4 separate regions of the Mus musculus genome follow, and regions 1, 2 and 4 are each linked to region 3. Evidence: chromatin contacts called from public HiChIP or PLAC-seq and promoter capture Hi-C data. All regions are on one chromosome and are shown on one strand. Each heading gives the region's core, a stretch centred on a gene start, on an enhancer-like site or on the middle of the called end of the contact. The rest is flanking DNA. Distances are from core to core; before and after follow the strand shown.

Region 1 (2,700 bases), core at 63-2,562, 2.8 Mb before region 3:
ATGTGATGAGCACTGTAAGAAAGGCAGCTGAAGGTGAGCCTGGGAGTAGCTCAGTAAGCAGCGTCCCTCCGTGGTTTCTGCTTCAATCTCCTGGTGGTCTCTGATCCTACGCTGACATGAACACACTGACTTCCCCAAGTTGCTTTGGGTCATGTCATTCCAGCAACAGAAAGCGAGCTAGAACAGGTTCCAAACCCTCTTTGTTTCTCTGTGACACCCCTGCCTGTGTGTGGTCTAGCCCTATGTCATGGACCTATTCCCCAGACATGTTATCTCTCCATTCTTACCCAGACTGATCCTTTGTTTGGAATGAGTCAGTCTTATCCATCTTTTAGGATTTGCTTGAATTAACTCTTTCAAAGTAGCCTTTTGAATTAGCTTAGTGGTACAGTGCCTTCCTAGGGTGTGGAAGGCCATGGTTAAATCCCCAGTATTTGAACCCCACCCCAATATCCTTTAAGAGTTTACATTTACATTATAATTATATTATGGCATCAATAATCATTATGCAACATATGTCTCCAATCACTCACACTCTTCCTAGGAGTCTTTTCCACTCATATAAATTATTGAAACTGTCATAAAGATTGCATCTGTAATATTCACTGTATTGGAAGTTAAAGCTTAGAAAATTTAGAATTATTAAATGTACTGAACTATGGGTAATAGAGTATATTGATGAAAATAGCATTTATGAAAATGACTTCTAAGACATGGAGGAGGTGACATTGTTTTCAACCTTAGTGAGTCTCTCTACTAGTTTAAGAGAGGCCAGCTAGGTATCACACATACTCAGACTCCCCATTGGCTGCAGCACGCTGTTTCAGTAAATGTACATTACAGCGTATGCACACTGCTGGGAAGGGGAGTGGCAGGAAGGGGAGAAAGGGGAGAGGAGAGGGGAGGAGGGGAGGGAAAAAAAAGGGGAAGGGAATATTATAATATAATATAAGAAAAGAAGAAGGGAAGGGAAGAGAAGGGAGGAAAGGGGAAGGGAAGGGAAGGGAAGGGAAGGGAAGGGAAGGGTCTTACCTCTTCAGATAATTTTTCCTTTTGATCCTTCATCAAAACCTAGCAAGTGCTAGCTCACACAGAACAGGGCTGCCCATCAGGCTGTTTGGACTCCATATACTCTATTCCCATAGGCTGATTGCATTGTGGATGATCATCTGGGAACAGGAGGTTCTACTGCATGATGTAGATTTTCTCAAGCTATGCTGTATGAACAATTGTTGTTCCCCTTCAGGGATACCTGCCTTTCACCAGTGCCGGGAAATACATCGACAAGCTTTACTCAGAACAAAGGGCAGGGAGGTGAAAGAGTTCTGAGGCTGCCAGGTCTCAAGGTTGACTGGGCATTGTAGGTCACTTTAATTTTGTCTAGTCACAATGGTGTTTCTTGAAATCAAGGGCAGTTCCTGATGCTCGACACTCAAAACATTCGCACTAGGCCTTTCCTCAGTGCACATGTGCCTCTGCTTCCTTCCCAGTTCACTCCACAGAGTAGTAGACACAGGTCAGGATATGACAACACGAGTTGTCACTGCTTCACCGAGGTCATTCTTACACGGAGCGTGCTTGCTTTCTTGTCTCTACATGCCAACCACTGTGGGGGCCACTGCCTTGCCAACAGCTCCAGGAGTTTTAGCCACCACACCTGCTACACCATTATTTCAGAGGGAACCACAGGGAAGGAAGCCTGAGTGCTAATGGTATTATGAGAATTTACAGTTTGACTTTGCTGACTTGAGGATGCCTCCTCAACAGAATCCCTGCTCTACACCATTAACGGCTTGGATTGTCATTGTGCTCAGAATTCGTGAAGACCAGCTGCGTAGTCCACCTTGTCAGTGGAACTACACCTTGCCCAGAGCTTACTTCAGTTCCTCCTAAGAGGTAGGAGCTGCAAGCTTAGAGTGGATTGATGAGGACCGGCGGTCCAGATGGAGACACACACACACACACACACACACACACACACATACACACACAACCTCAGAGTTCATTTGTTTCCTATAAGAATTGTGCAGTTAAAATATTTTGAGGCAAGTAACTGTAATCTCAGTACTTAGGAGGCTGAGGCAGGAGGATTGCTGTGAGTTCAAGAACAGCCTGGGCTACAGAGTCCAGAATCTTATCTCAGAAAACAAAACTAGAAAAAAATTTAGAGGTAAATTCAGACACATTTTTTTATTATGACTTCCTTCCTGGACTGTAAGTAGATAGTGTCCAATTCCTTATGGGAAAGGCTTTTGATCTCTCTTATCTAGAACTAGAAGGTCAATGTCTACTTTCTTCCACCTCCATCTAGATGATGTGAATAGCTTGCTGTCATCAGGTGAAAGACCGGGAAACTGAGATAATTGGAAGTTTAAGGCATAACCTTTATTTCACAAAACACCAGTGTATACCCTAGTAAAAGCAAGCATCAGCAATTGGGCATTTAAGAGAGATGCATATGACTATACATAAAAGTGAAAATTATTTTGATGTTGGATATTTAACTCAGTGACTCACCAGGGCTAAGCATTCCACTACTCTCCTTTCACTGAGTGTTTTTAAGAAAGAACTTCCTTTTTAAAGATTTATTTTTATTTATGTATGTGTGTGTGTGTAGAGACACACACACACACACACATAGAGAGAGAGAGAGAGAGAGAGAGAGAGAGAGAGAGAGAGATAGTGCTCAGAGCTTGTATG
Region 2 (2,700 bases), core at 89-2,588, 2.9 Mb before region 3:
CGGCCTGGTTGGATTTTTTAGATGGAAAATAACCCATTAAAACAATTAGTTTTAATAATTTTTTTATTTTTTGAGATTATAATCACATCATTTCCCCCCTCCAAACTATCCCATAAACCTCCTTTGCCCTCCTTCGGATTCAACTAAATTACTTCCTGCCTGTCTTAGGGTTTCCGTTGCTGTGCAGAGACACCATGACCGAGGCAACTCTTCTGAAGGACAATTTTCAATTGGTGCTTGCTTAAACAGTTTCAGTGGTTTGTCCATTATCGTCATGGGAGGAAGCATGGCAGCATCCAGGCAAATGTGGTGTTGGAGGAGCTGAGTGTTCTGCATCTTGATCAGAAGGCAGCTAGGAGGAGACTTTCTCTTCAGCCCCCAGCAAAGCTTGATATCAAACCCCACTCCCACTATGATAGACTTCTTTCAACAAGGCTACACCTTCTAATAGTGTCACTTCCCATGGGCCAAGCATATTCAAACCTCCACACTACCTATCATTAAGATTTTATCTTTTGCTTCTTTAAAAATTTTAAGAGTGTGTGTGTATAACAGAAGAGGATATTGGGTCCCCTGAAGTTACTGGTGGTTATGAGCCAGCTGATGTGGGTGCTAGGAACTAAATTCAAATCCTTTAGAAGAGCAGCAAATAGCAAATATTCTTTACCCATTGAGCAATCTCTCCAGTCCCCTTTTGCTACTTTTGTTGCATCTTTTATCCACTATTATCTTGTCCTTACAACATTGTCATTTTGGTGGAGAATATAGACGAAGAAAATGTATGTATTGAGCTGGAGGAATAGCTTAGTGGTAGAATACTTGCCAAGCATGCATAAGGCATAGGTTTGATTCCCACTACTGGAAGAAACTGTTTAATTTCTTAAATAATTTTGTTAATTAATGGAAATCTTTCCTTAACCTTTTTAACCATAATTTCACTGGAGTACAGTGGCTATATTGTTCTACTGATAATTATCAGTGTTATTTATAGCTGTATGTTGACATGTAAATACTCAGGGACTTTTGAGGATTTTAAGATTCTGCTTAGCATGCAGCAAGCATTGTGTTACATCCTTAGCACCACAAAAGCTGTACACATTGATGCATATCTGTGATTCCAGCACTCTAGAGGTAGAGATGATATGGTCAGAAAAAGATCAAGATGGTTCACAGCTACCTAGGCAGTGTAAAGTAGCATAGGCTACAACTAGACCCTGTCAAAGAAAGAGAGAAGAGTGGGGAGGGAAGGAAAGGGAAGGGAATAGAGAGAAGCACTTTAAAGAAGGGCTTATTTTGTCTTACAGTCTGGGAGATTTCATCATGTTCAGGAAGCAGTGAGAGCAGGAAGTGGGGCTTGGCTATGTAACCTCAAGACCTGCCCCAGTGACCTACTTCCTCCAGCAGTATGCTGCCTCCTAATGATTCTTTAGCCTTTCCAAACAGTGCCAAAGAGCTAGGAATCAAGTATTCAAACATATGAACCTATGGGGGACGTTTTCATTCAGATCATAAAAGTTTACCCCAGGCTTCCATAGGCTTATAGCTCTCGTGATGTACAGTGCAATGCCCACATAGTCATTAACAGTTCCCGATACCATACAATAGTATATACTAAGTCTCTTCTGATATTCAGGTAACAAACCCTGTATCTGTGAACCCCCCCCCATATAGTTTTTATTTTAAGTTACATACTTCCAACATAGAATGGCACAGAATAAACATTTCTATTCCAAAATGGAGATGTGGGTGTATACCAAGGAAAAGTCAGATTAGAGCAAGACTGAAATCTAGCAGGGTAAACTCCAAATCCTGCAGTTCCATGTCCTGCTTCTATAACTAGTGGTAGTATCAGCTGGCTTCTAAATAGCCCCATCTCTACCTATCTCCTGCACACAGCAGACATAACCCCTCTGTAGCCAGCTCTGTTCCTTACCCACAGCTTTTGGTTGGTGGATGTTGATGGTCCTGACATCTGCAATATTCTTTGGTCTCCACTGCAACCTAGGCATCACTTTCACAGCTTCCCCCAGGGGCCAGGTCTCTGATACTCCCTCACATTGTGTGGGTTTTGTGGCTCTCTGGAACCATGGACGTAGACTCCATGACCCACTCAATCTTGAATCTTTGAAAGCATGCCTGAAAAACTACTGGGTGAACAGAACATGGACAATGTCAAGTTCTGTTGCCAGCTTCAGATGGCCTCTTGCCCCTTTGGACCACAGTTATGTCAGCCTCTGTATGCTTTCCAGGCTGACTCTAGCGAAACACTTCCCTAGGTGGTAGGCCTCCTTTGAGCTGTGCTCTGAGTTCAGGCTATAGGGTAAGTTTTGAGATTTTACAATGTGAGACTTTGGTGGCTGAGATCTTGTACTCGGGGCCTTTCCTGTTGTCTCATGCCGAGCAAGAGGTTTCCTTTGAGCACTCGCAGCCACCAGTCACCTTTCAGTATTGACTCCATATTTAAACTTACACATATTCCTTTCTTTGACAAACTGACAAGGAGGAAGATAATGGAGGAGAGAAAGACAGACACAGAAACTGACTGACTGAATACTCAAGATACAATCCACAAACCACATGAAACTCAAGAAGAAGGAAGACCAAAGTGTGGTTACTTTAATCCTTCTTAGAAGGGGAAACAAAATATCCATGGGAGGAGTTACAGAGACAAAGTATAGAGCAGAGACTGAAGGAAAGACC
Region 3 (2,700 bases), core at 119-2,618:
CAGAAAACAAAAGACAGAGGAGAAGGGGGAAAAAAAATTTTAAAAAATCTTGCCAAGGTTCCTCCGCGGCTCAAAGGCCTTCTTGTGAAATGCTAATGCCACTTCGGAGCAGTTAGTCACCAGCTATTGTGTGGAGCTGGAGAAAGCTGAGCCGGCCGCGCGTGCAGAGCAAGCAAGGAGCTGGCGAGCGCGCTCTCCAGGCTTGCGCCGCTCCCGCTGCCGCCGCCGCCGCGCGCGCGCCCCCGCGCGGATACGCGCGCCGGCCCCTCCTCCTCTGGCCTTGCACTGCACAACACTCATGACGTATCTTTATTTCTAGCACATTAACAAAATATCACAAATAAATTGTCCGCGGACCCCGCGGCCCCGGGGCGCCCGCACCCCCGGCTGCCGCCCCCCGCAGCCCCCGCTCCGGCCTCCCAACCCTCCCCGTGGCCTTTGCAGCTTTTCCCGTTCTGGGGCCAAGTTTTTGTCTCTGTAAAAAATTGCGGGAAATTCAATTTTTATTCGACTCGGGGAAAAGTTTCTTTGCAGTGCGCTAGGAATGTCTCACCAGATTCTGGTAGGTCCTGGGGTGCTCCTTCCCGGTCCAGTCGGTGCGCCGGGGCAGCAGCTGCGGGGACAGGACGCCCGGTGAGCGCGGCCCCCGGCCCGGACCGACGCCGCTCCCCTCCCCAGTCCGCCCCGCGCCCCGCCGGGGACCCCCCGCGCCCCGCGTCCCGCGCCCCGCCGGACGCCCGAGCTTGCGCAGCGGCCCGGGGGAGGCCGTGCGGCGGCGGGACGGCGCCGGGCCGCCGCGCCCTTACCTCCTTCTCGGCCACTTCGCGGATCAGCACCTGCAACAACAAAGCGGGGACGCTGAGCCCCCGCGCCCCGGGCCGCGGCCCCGCCGCCGCCGCCGCCCTCCCCCACGCCCGCGGGCGGCCACCGCGAGCGCCCGCCCGTCCCCGCGCCGCGCGCCGCCTACCTGAGCCGCCTGCTGACAGGGTCCATCTTCCAGGAACCGGGCGATGAGGAAGTAGAGCTCTGCGCGGGAGAGAAGGACGGGGAGACACGGGCTGAGCGGCCGCGGGGGGCGGGGGCCCGCGGGCGAGTCCGCCCGGCGCGGCGGCCCCGCAGCGCCCGACTTACCCGATCGCAGCTCCGAGAGGCCTTTCCTCTCACGAGACATGTTTGCGGGTCACTTCGGGGCCGCCGGCGGGACACCCCGCCGCCGAGGGGACGCGGGGACGGTGCCGCCGCCTGCCCTGTAGCTGTCAGTGTGTGCTCACGAGCCGAGCCTCGGCTCCACCATTCAAGCAACGGCGGCGGAGGCGGAGGAGGAGGAGGAAACAACAACTCTCAGGCAGCGGCCCCGGCTGCGGCCGCCTCCGCCGGGATCCCTCCGCCGCAGAAAGGAGTCCGCGCCTTCGCGGCCCCGCACTCGCCGCCCCCGCCCCCCGCGGGAAAAGGAGTGCCTCGGCCTAGGCCCGCGCCCGCGCGGTCGTCGCTCCGCGCGCCCTGGGCCGCCACTTATTTATTTATTTCCAGCGCGAGGAGATGTCGGAGCCGAAGCGGCGGGCTGCCTGGCGGGCGCTTTCTCTAAAGAGGCCGCGGGCGGGAGGGAGAAAGGGAGGGAGGGGAGGAGGGGGCCGGCACGGCTGCGCGGAGGGATCTGACGCACACGGAGCCGCAGCACAGGCTCTATTCAGCGGCGCTGGCTGGGTTGAGATGGAAGTTAGTTTCTATGTAGCAGAAATAGGAAACAAATGAAGCAAAACTGCTCAAAGAGGGGAAATGCCGGGAGGACTGGGCTCACTCTCACGCACGCACAGAGACTCTCAGCGAGCACTCTCAAGCTGGGCCAAGTCGGGATCGCGCTGCCCTGCCCGACTTGAACGCTAGTGTTTGCTTTCAGTCTTGCCATGTGCATGTGTATAAATGCTGCGGATTGGCATCCGTGTAAGTCTTGTCCTGCGATATTTCTGCAGCCTGGGCAAGTGTTGTGTAATTTATTGGAGTGCCGTGGGTTGCAATAGAGGTTCGGGCTTTTTTTTTTTTTTTTTTTTTTTTGAGCCACTTGCGTTCTGCAAACCCGTTATTCCCCGAAGCCACCTCTGCATATTTCTTTTATTACTACCATCGCCTGAAGCGTTCGTTTAAAAAAAAAAAATGTTTTTGTTTTGATAAACGGGCAAGAGGAACTCCAGATTTGTACTTCAGCTCATCTTTTCCCCCACTTATTACAAAAAGGCTAGTGATGGCTAATTAGGGATTTGGAAGTGAAGAACCTTAAAGCTTTTTAAAGTGTTTACAAGAAGGGCTAATATAAACCTGAAGGAAAGGAAAGGGCGCTAGCTAATACTTATCTCTAACTGATATGGAGGTAAATTACTGACACGGTCGATAACCTACCGAAGGTTATTGAAAGAGTATATTACAGTTTAGCAAAGGTGATTAGTGATTAAATAATTTAAATTATCTGTGTATCTTGCAGTTGACTTCGTCATGCTAATTAATGGCTTCTAATTTACGGTGTAAACCATTCCTGTTTACAGTTAATCACGGGAAGACTTCTTAAAAACTGGCGAAAAGCAGAAACAAAAATCTTTTCGTAAATCCTAATGTAATTACTGGTTTTATATGATACATCGTTCATCTGTGTTTTGCTGATGAGGATAGGGGCCTTGTTATTTTTAAAACGAATATGGGTGAAATTAA
Region 4 (2,700 bases), core at 127-2,626, 2.4 Mb after region 3:
TACACCCTCGACTCTGTGAATTAACAGGGAAAAGCATCAAATATCTTAAACGCCGAAGTCAGTGGAGTATGGATCGATTCACATTTTCCAATATAATAAAAACCATTGACTCAGTTCTGCTTCAGGCTGCTATTTTTCCCAAAGTCTAGATTACAAGATGACTCAAAAAAATTATTTACATCATTCCATCCTTCCACCAATCACGTTATACTCTGGACAAGAGTCCAGCAAGGAAAGTCAAGAGTTAAACCATAGAGAGAAGGAAGAGAAGGAAACGCAGAGGAGGAAGCACAGAGTTGTGGCGCTGGATCTCCCAGGAAACTAAAACACTCCACACCACTCACGCGCATTAGTGCGCTCGTGAAAAAAAAATAATAAAAAAATAAATAAACGAACTCACTATGGCCATACTGACGGCAGTCAAGGCAAGCTGGGCTTGCTTTCTCCCCACCCCTGCTCTGCCCAAGCCCATCAGGTGGCTTTACCTTGAGAGTGAGCGGTGTGATCTTCTCCTTGTTCACCCCTTCGGGCAAGAAGTCTAACAGGCAATCCAGAACGACGTCCTTCACAGTCTGAAACTCCTCTTCCCCACGCAGGTCAGCGCAGAAGATGAGGTCCAGGTCCTTGTAGCCTAGGCCACTGTCCTGGTGCAGGACGTGACTGGCGGCTGAGCCGTTGAGGCGCACGTCGCGGACACCTATGCCCTTCTCTTCCAGGCGCCTCCTCACCACCTTCACAATCAGGCTTGGCTGCAGCTCGAGCGTGGGGAAGTTGCCGCGCCCGTGGATCGGGATGGTCTCGCTCAGAATGCCGTCCAACCGCTGCACTTGCTCCCAGTTCAGCACATTGCAGTGCGCCGTGGGGCTTTCGCAATAGTCCGAGCAGCGGTCGCCGAAGCTGCTGCCGCCGCCGCCGAAGTCACCACCCAGGGGGATGTAAGGGCCGCCGGTCAGCTCGTCCTCTGCCATGGCAAAGTACCCTTCGCCCTCGGCCATGTAGTGCCCTCCGAAAGCCACTTGGCCTTGGTCAGTCCTAAGAGGAAAGAGTGGATTTAGGGGAGCGGCAGAGAGGTGTGCGGGTGAGGGGACAGGGGTCCCGCCGAGGGGCCTGGGCTTCCCCTCCCCGATCGTGACGCCCATAGTAGCCCTCCTCCCCCAACCCTCACCGACCCCAATGCCCAGCCGCGCGCCGCGCCCCGCAGAGCAGCCCCGCACCAAAAGTATCTCTGATGCATCTGGAAAGCACAAGCGAGAGTCCCGTCTGTGTCACCTGGAGGCGGCCGCCCCTTCTAGGAGCGCAGGCGAGCGAGGAACCGCGAGGCGGACACACTTCGCAGGAGCTGCGAGTGCGCTCCCGGCAGCGGCCCGCGACTTCTCCGCGCCGACCCCCGCCGCGCCCTGAGCGTTCCCGCCCCTTGCCCGCGCCCCGCCCGCGCCCCCGCTGCGGTGGTCTCGGAGGTGGCGGCTCTCGACGCCGCCGATGCCACCGCGCACACTCGCGTCTCTGGAGCTTTAGCAGTTGTGCGGGGGGAAATGTCTTCAGTACTTTTTTTATACCGGGCTTCTCCGCGCTTCCGGGGCCCCAGCGCGCAGCGCTCGCCACACCCTCTCATTTGCATAGAGCACCGCCCCCAGCGCTGGGTGGACAGTCGCCGGAGCTCAGAGCTGCTGGAGCTAGGCCAGGGTGCGCAGCCCCTGGCTATGAGCACAGACAGATGCCTGTGGCTCCTACGTGTAGATTTATCCATTTCTGCACGTCCACACACGCGCGCGCGCACACACACACCCCTAAAGAGGAGACACTTTGCCTCAAATGTGATAGATGGCCATCAAAACCGGATCAGGGTTAAAAATCACGCAACTATAGAAACTTCCCAAGCCTAGCCTTCTGGCCGGGTGGAGCGCGTCATTGCCGCGTAACTGGGTCTCCTGGAGGTTCCCTCAACAGTGTCCGTTTGTGGCTAGACCGCCGATTCCACTCTGGACCCTGGGCCAAGTGTGGTCTCCAGAGGCAACTGGTCACGCACGTCAGTCTCTGTGAGGGAGGGGGAGGGTTTGCTGAGAACTGAGTTTCGATTCTCGAAACCTCGAGAAGTGCTGGTGGGGGGGTGGGGGTGGGGTGGGGAGTCCGGTACCAGCCAGCCAGCCTGAGTGCGCGTCCAGCTGCTGCCCGCGAGCTGGGCAGGCGCGCGTCTCCTATCACACAGCTCCGCGGGCTCGCGGCCAACCCGCGGGGTCTCGGAGCGCAACCCCAGCAGTGCACGAAAAGCGGCCGCCAGGGTGGCGGTCCTTCGGCTCAGACTTGGGAGAAGCGCGTTCCTCGCAGCCTCTAAGGTTCTCAGTTCTTAAGCGGATAAAACGTCAATGATCAAAGTAGGCTCTGGCTTCTTACCGGCCATTAAGGGCAAATTTAAAAGACGAGAAGTTTCTCCCCCTCCAGCTTCAGTCGCCAGTGGAGTGCTTAAGGGTTGGAAAAGGTTATCTCTGCGCTCTGGCACCGCACTGTTTGCTAGAAAGCTCCCTGCTTTCGCTTGTCCACTTCCTCCGCCGCCCCGCTGCTGCCTCCGTTCAAAGTAATGCTTTGCAGTCCTTGATCCAGGTAGAGGCTGTGAGCCGAACGAGGCAGTCAGGGTAGAGAGGAGAGGCCCTGAGATGAACAGCCATTACCCCCATGACCCTAGACAACTTCAGAGAATCAGCC

The links. Promoter capture Hi-C pulls out the DNA fragments that hold promoters and counts their contacts. HiChIP or PLAC-seq counts read pairs in DNA pulled down with a chosen protein or histone mark.
Region 1: a contact with region 3 is called in a promoter capture Hi-C map of liver, with 4 times the contacts expected there. The contact joins the enhancer-like site here to the promoter of Phip in region 3. A contact is called at or near these places in 4 of 39 promoter capture datasets (cranial neural crest, hippocampal neurons and liver) and 4 of 115 datasets of contacts at active chromatin or transcription factors (astrocytes, embryonic forebrain, embryonic limb bud and 1 more).
Region 2: a contact with region 3 is called in an H3K4me3 HiChIP or PLAC-seq map of pro-B cells, with 7 times the contacts expected there. The contact joins the enhancer-like site here to the promoter of Phip in region 3. A contact is called at or near these places in 7 of 39 promoter capture datasets (the 3T3-L1 cell line, 3T3-L1-derived adipocytes, cranial neural crest and 3 more) and 6 of 115 datasets of contacts at active chromatin or transcription factors (acute myeloid leukemia, astrocytes, large pre-B cells and 3 more).
Region 4: a contact with region 3 is called in a promoter capture Hi-C map of liver, with 3 times the contacts expected there. The contact joins the promoter of Tent5a here to the promoter of Phip in region 3. A contact is called at or near these places in 2 of 39 promoter capture datasets (liver and pre-B cells), 1 of 484 Hi-C or Micro-C datasets (hematopoietic stem and progenitor cells), 1 of 115 datasets of contacts at active chromatin or transcription factors (astrocytes) and 1 of 9 other capture datasets (liver).

Annotation. Positions count from the first base shown.
Region 1 is chr9:80,179,634-80,182,333 of GRCm38.p6, forward strand. All of the region lies in intron 1 of Myo6 (myosin VI), which reads left to right. Among named protein-coding and RNA genes, the nearest start is that of Myo6, 16 kb to the left of the region's middle. Within about 2 kb of position 1,313, at least 8 of the 459 cell types and tissues checked have an H3K27ac peak or open chromatin away from gene starts, as enhancers often do. A contact at or near this core is called in liver, where this site is marked.
Region 2 is chr9:80,079,828-80,082,527 of GRCm38.p6, forward strand. The region is part of intron 1 of Senp6 (SUMO/sentrin specific peptidase 6); the gene reads left to right. Among named protein-coding and RNA genes, the nearest start is that of Senp6, 14 kb to the left of the region's middle. Within about 2 kb of position 1,339, at least 118 of the 459 cell types and tissues checked have an H3K27ac peak or open chromatin away from gene starts, as enhancers often do. A contact at or near this core is called in acute myeloid leukemia, memory CD8 T cells and pro-B cells, where this site is marked.
Region 3 is chr9:82,974,121-82,976,820 of GRCm38.p6, forward strand. Phip (pleckstrin homology domain interacting protein) reads right to left here and starts at 1,369. Exons shown (of 40, transcript NM_001081216.1): 1 at 1,132-1,369; 2 at 968-1,026; 3 at 807-836; 4 at 554-613. The coding sequence starts at 1,171.
Region 4 is chr9:85,325,774-85,328,473 of GRCm38.p6, forward strand. Tent5a (terminal nucleotidyltransferase 5A) reads right to left here and starts at 1,377. Exons shown (of 3, transcript NM_001160379.1): 1 at 1,270-1,377; 2 at 486-1,032. The coding sequence starts at 995.